Regions from separate parts of the Anser cygnoides genome. Here region 1 is linked to region 2. A link is a contact called in public Hi-C data. All regions are on one chromosome and are shown on one strand. Each heading gives the region's core, a stretch centred on a gene start, on an enhancer-like site or on the middle of the called end of the contact. The rest is flanking DNA. Distances are from core to core; before and after follow the strand shown.

Region 1 (3,190 bases), core at 270-2,769, 85 kb before region 2:
TTCACACCAAGGCGTAGGCAAGAAATGCAGCAACAGGTAGAGCTAACACAAGGGTGTACAGCAAGAGACTGGCCTCGTGCCTCTGCTATCTACATAGCTGGCTGATCAAACGACTCCAGCAGACAAAATTTTATCTTTGTGGAAATTTCTGATGGGGGGCTTGGGAAAAAAGGCAACAAGGCTGGAAGTCGTGTCCTGTGAGGAGAGGCTGAGGACATTGGGATGTCCAGTCTGGGGAAAAGGAGGCTAAGAGGTGACATCAGTGCTCTCTGCAGCTTCCTGGGGAGGGGAAGTGGAGAGGGAGGCACTGGCCTCTGCTCCCTGGTCACCGGTGACAGGGACACATGGGAACGGCACAAAGCTGCTCCAGGTTTGCTCAGGCATTTGCTCAAGTTTGCTGGACATTAGGAAACATTTCGCTACGGTGAGGGTAGTCAAACACTGGAACAGGCTCCCTAGGGAGGTGGTTGGTGCCCCATGGCTGTCAGCGTTCAAGAGGCATTTGGATAATGCCCTCAGTAACACGCTTTAACTTTTGGTTAGCCCTGAAGTCGTTGGGCAGTTGGTGTCGACGAACTTCATAGGTCCCTTCCAACTGAACTATTCTAATGGTTTCTGTTCCCAAATTAGATTCCTATGGATTTTAACTAAAACAGTCTTACCAGCAAACCATTTTGGCATTAGAGCTATTCCAGCACTATTATTTGCCAGAAAATAAATGCTCTCCTTCGACCAGCTTTCCAGGTGGACAGTGTATGTGTCTTCAGGCTCCCCGGGAGCCCCCTCGCTCTGGTTCCTGGTAGCTGTGCTCGTCAGGGCCCAAAGCTCCTCAGCCAGCTTGAGCAGGGGGAGAAAAGTGTCTGCCTCCTGACGTGCTTTAAAATGTTTATCTGCTTCGTGCACAGCTGCTGCCGTTCTGTAATATATAAACACGCTGCTGCTAAAACTTAAACGGCTGTAATTGCTGGTCTTTGAAAATTCTAATCAGATGGATTATTAGGAAATAACTGAAGGGCTTGGATAAGATGAGGGGATAAGATGGGCTGTCAGTGACGCAACCTCTGTGCCTCCAACTCCCTGTAAATTCATCGTTTTCTGTGCTTTATGTATACGTTCCACTTCTCACCGGCCTTTTTGCATCCCGCCTTGCTGTGCCTACAGCCCCCTGTGCCCCCCCTGCACTCACATCCCTGTGCATTCCAGTATTTTCAGGTTTTTCTGCTTGTTCCTGCCTTGTTTAAGGTGGATTTTCACTTTTAAAATGTCAGATTTGTGGACCTCCCCAGTAGACCATTTACGGTTTATGGCTTTGTGTTTCTAGGTTTTAGGTGCTGTGTGTGATAACAAGACCCGGAGCTGCGGAGGAGCAGAGCTACAAATCCAGCTGGCAGCTGAAAGGTTTGTTCACTCGTATTTGCCTTAGATGGGTTCTTTCTGTTCCTGTTGGACATTAGGGGATGAAACCAGGAATAAATTAGTGAGTACTTTGAGAAACCTGCTTGCCACTTTGTAGTATTTTCTAATGACACTTGGTCTAAAACTTTAATCTGTTCCTAATCAAACTGTTGACTCTTTGTACCAGAACATACAAAGCTGTTGTTCTCAGTGTGGGGCAGAACACACCAAACTCCACATATTTTGCACCCTTTGTACACCATGAACTTGACCCGTAAATAGACACAAACCTAACACTGGGATATTTTTTTCTTTGAGAAAAGCCAAAGTGTGTTTTAAACAAAGAGGCTGTTGCTTGGAGGCATGGTTTTCTGGCTCATATTAGGAAAATGCAGGCTGCCATTTTAGCCAGATGTGACCAGCAACTATTAAACTGATCCAACGCTGTCCTGGCTGTGTCCCCTCCCAACTCCTGGTGCACCCCCAGCCTCCCTGCTGGCAGGGCAGCACGAGGAGCAAAGTCCTTGGCTCTGTGTGAGCACCTCTCTGCAACAACTAAATCAACAGTGTGTCCACTGAGCTCATTTTAGGTCACAACTTTGGGCTTTTGACCCCATCGAGGGGTCAAAATGTATTCCACCCCATCTGGAATACATTTTAGGAAAACATCCCTTGACCTTACCATGCCACCAGCGTGCCCCGAGGTTTGCCAGCTCAGACCAACCAGCCAGCACGGCCATGGCTGGTGGTGCTCCTCAAGCAGACTCAAGTTACACTAACTAGCCATGTATTATTCTGAGCACTAAAAAGGCTCTTTCTGATTATTTTGGCCAGTCCTAAATTACCCAGAAGACACGGAGAATTTCAGCCTATGTAATGTTCTCAATATAAAACAACATAAACTTGTATTGTGCATGGAAGATTACTTATGTACATATTTTTCTAAGACTTAAGCAACCTCAAGATGTGGTTCATCTGTTCAGGAAGGTCCTTGAAAGGAAACAAGGAGGGAAGCCATCAGTGAGGCTCCAGCAATTTGCCAAGCACCGCACGAGAGGTTTCAGGTGGCTGCGACACGAAGGTAGACATCCAAGTGACACCTGGCACCACCACCACCTGCACGTTCCTCGCAGATGAAGAGGCCCAGGAAAGATCACCACCACAAACAGAAGATGAACGAAACTGGGAGAAAGACATGCATAAAACACTCAGAGCGCCCTCCACGAAAACACAAGATCAATACTCTTGTCTTTTACGATATAAAATCAGACCAACCAGGCTGGCTTTCACCCCACGTGAATTGCAGTTCCTGTCATCGCAGCTCCTGCACAGCGTGCTTTTAGAGCTTTTGCGAGCAATTCAAAGATTTTCATTTTCAGAAATGTTACATAAATAATTCTGGGATTTGAAATGCTCTTTGAAACCCTAAGACCAAAAACTGAATAATCCTCCCCCTTCGAGGATTACCCATTCTTCATCCTTACACAAACATACAGAAGTGCATTAGGTAAAGAACATTTGGGATAAAGCTGGCGGTGTTAGTGAACAGTGACTAATTTTTATATAAAACTTTGTTAGGACCATCAGTGATCAAATACTTCACATTAGTATGGATAATTTAAGGCAAATGTCTAGGTTTAGCCTTCCAATATCTTGTGCATAATGTTTCCTTCTGTTCAAGAAGATAAATTTGTTTCTATAGTTTTTAATTAGTTGGTCATTATGTTTAAGTGCTAGTGACAGAACTGGACAAGTAATTCATTGGTAGTAATTAACTCAATTAATATAGCCATTT
Region 2 (2,983 bases), core at 184-2,683:
TCCACAGCAGGTCAGAACACCCGCCGGAGAGGCGAGGACGCCGCAGGCAGCCCGAGGGATGCAGCCCTTCCCCAGCCCGCCTCAGGGGAGGCACATGCACGCAGGAGGCACCAGTCCCTTGGAGCATCTCAGCTCCGCCGCTCTCCTCTTGCGGAACAGAGGAGGCTGTCTGGGAGCCGGGAGCAGCAGGTGGTGGGCAAAGGGGAAGAGCCAGGCGCAGTGTCTGCTCAGTCCAGTCCCAGCAGCTGTTTGTCATTGAGAGTCAGCGATTAACTCGCAGGGGCCAGCGAAGGAGAAGGCTTCTCTCCAACCGATTCCCAAGACTCTGGGCATGCAACCCCCCCCTCCCTCTGTTCCCACGGCTGAGCCAGCACAACCCTTTTTGGCCAAGGCTAAGGGAGCGTGCCCCCTCCCTTAACCCCCACCCCCGTTCATCGCCAGCCCCCAGCAGAGGGAACAGGCAGATGCTGTGTGCGTGCGTAACCCAGCTCCTCTCCACCCACCAACAGGTGACCCAGGCGCTGTGCCCAGCGCCGTGCTCCAGCCGCTCCCTATAGCACTTTGCAGCAGTTGATGCAGCCGTTCTGGGTGCCGTAGCGCTTCTGCAAGGCCGCCCGGGTGGCGGTCTCGAAGACCTCCCGGACGCCCTCCTTGGTCTTGGCCGAGCACTCCAGGTAGTCGTAGGCCTGGATGCGAATGGCCATGGCGCGGCCGTCCTCGGTGCGCACCGGCTCCTGCTTCATGCGGGCCAGCTCGTTGCGCACGTGCTCGTCGTTGCGCAGGTCTTTCTTGTTGGCCACCAGGATGATGGGGACGTTGGGGCAGAAGTGCTTGACCTCGGGCACCCACTTCTCCGGGATGTTCTCCAGCGAGTCCGGGCTGTCCACGGAGAAGCACATGAGGATCACGTCAGTGTCCGGGTAGGAGAGGGGGCGCAGGCGGTCATAGTCCTCCTGGCCGGCCGTGTCCCACAGGGCCAGCTCCACCTGCTTGCCGTCCACCTCGATGTCGGCCACGTAGTTCTCGAAGACGGTGGGCACGTAGACCTCGGGGAACTCGTCCTTGCTGAAGACGATGAGCAGGCAGGTCTTGCCGCAGGCGCCGTCCCCCACCACCACCAGCTTCTTGCGGATGGCGGCCATGGCCAAGCTCGCCAAGCTGGCCTTGCCCTGCAGCAGGACGATGGCAGCGCCCTCCTGCCCGCGGCCGCCTCCCGCTTCCTCTCGCTTCTCACAGGACACCGTGGCGAGCCGGGCCCGCGCGGGCAGGCAGGCAGGCCCTCCTCAACCCCCCGCCTCTGGGGCGCGCTCGGACACTCGGTCCCACCCGGCTGGGCTCAATTCCCGGCGGGGGAAACGCCACCGACGCCGCCTGCGTACGGCCACGGGAAGCAGCTCCGACCCGCGCCGCTGCCCGCCGCCAACTGCCGCAAGCCGCGGCCCGGCGCCGCTATTTAAAGGCGCTCGCGACTTTCTTAATATAGCCAGCCAATGGGGAGGCAGAGAGTGAGGTCATCCCCGGCGGGGAGCGACGCGATTGGTTGGGCTTCTGAGGGCGGGAGGCGGGGTTGGGAGGTGGGTGGGGGGGGAGCGGGGCTGAGGGGCTGAGGGGCGGTGGCGGGCTCGGGGCTGAGGGGACCGGGGAGGCTGTGAGGGGAGATCTGGGGACGGAGGGCATGGAGCCGGCCCGAGGGTGGTCCCCTGAGGGAAAATCCCCCGGGGGAAGCCGCCGTGCCCCCGGTACCGGCTGTAAAACCCGGGGAAAGCCGACCGGAGGCTGTTCGGGATTAAATATTTGGGGCTTGGTTGGATACCCGACCGCTTCCCGTCCTGAAAGGAAAAAGCTGGTCACGTTCGGGTCCGTCTCCTGCCTTTGGGCAAAAGGGAGCTGAGGGGTTATAAACCGGGAGAAGCAGCGGGCTTGAACCGAAATGCCCTTTTGGTCTCCGCTGAGAGATATCGGAAGTCCCAGTAATTAAAAAATGAATGTGGAAAATAAGAGTATAAATGACCGGCCTTCAGGCTGCTTGGAGGCTGGGGCTGCGTGCCTCGGCACTGACAGACGGCTCACATTAATGTAGCCCTGCATTGTAAAACCTCACTGAAATTCCTGGTACTGGCTCGCTCTGTCCCTGTTAAAGCTACCGCTGTTTGCTGGGTGCTGTCTGAAGCTCGTTTCCCTGCAAGTGTTTCCACCCAGGCGATTTTCACCCCCAGACCTGGCCTTCCCTTGTTAGCCAGTGCTGCCATTAGTGAATAGAACAAAACCCAGACAATACGATTGTTATTAGAAGTTGCATTTAAAAACACCCACTTAAAGACCAAATACACCATTGAGCATATCACATTCCTTGACAGGTGACTTCCAGTAGAGTTACAGAAGTGTGTGTTAATAGGGCATATGGTTCGCTTATGATTCACTTAATCCTAGGCATTGAAATGTAATTCATCCTCTGTGAGGTTTTTGTTTTTTTGTTTTTTGTAATTCCTATTTCTCTCTTTCAAAAGAACACGTCTGTCTGTTGGGTGATGGAGGGGTTTGTACCTTGATCTTAAGTTTGTACAGCATCTTTCACATGAAGTCAACATAAAAAATTCAAACGGACGTTTGAACAAAAACCAACCTATGAAAGTGTAGTCACGGTCATCAGTGTTCTCCAGTACCTTTGAACTTCTAACATGCTAAATTTTGGATTGCCATTGTCCCTTTACCATTATTGTCATTGCTCACAATTTTAAATTCTTCACGAACCCCAAAGAAGTCACTGATGTAGAAGTCTTCTTTCCGCGCTGTCATGTCCTTTCCGTGATGGAGCATTAGCAGCTCGTAGCTATTTTCCCTATAAATATCCCAAGCATGTAGAACCACTTTGACAGGCAAGCAGAGTCGATTTGCAGTACAATGCAAGTCTTAATACCTTTCCTGTTTTTAAGTTCCTTGAAGCTCTCCCTCAGCACTAAATGGATGATGTTTTTTTTCGTCG

What was found. A called contact is a pair of places that touch in the nucleus more often than the background predicts.
Region 1: a Hi-C map of fetal liver shows a contact between it and region 2, with 1.8 times the contacts expected there. The contact joins the enhancer-like site here to the promoter of LOC106044676 in region 2. A contact is called at or near these places in 4 of 7 Hi-C or Micro-C datasets (fetal liver and liver).

What each region holds. Positions count from the first base shown.
Region 1 is chr3:112,931,765-112,934,954 of Taihu_goose_T2T_genome, reverse strand. No RefSeq gene overlaps it. Among named protein-coding and RNA genes, the nearest start is that of PUM2, 130 kb to the right of the region's middle. Within about 2 kb of position 1,519, at least 2 of the 3 cell types and tissues checked have open chromatin away from gene starts, as enhancers often do. A contact at or near this core is called in fetal liver and liver, where this site is marked.
Region 2 is chr3:112,846,978-112,849,960 of Taihu_goose_T2T_genome, reverse strand. LOC106044676 (rho-related GTP-binding protein RhoB) reads right to left here and starts at 1,433. Exons shown (of 1, transcript XM_013194846.3): 1 at 1-1,433. The coding sequence starts at 1,142. The coding sequence ends at 552.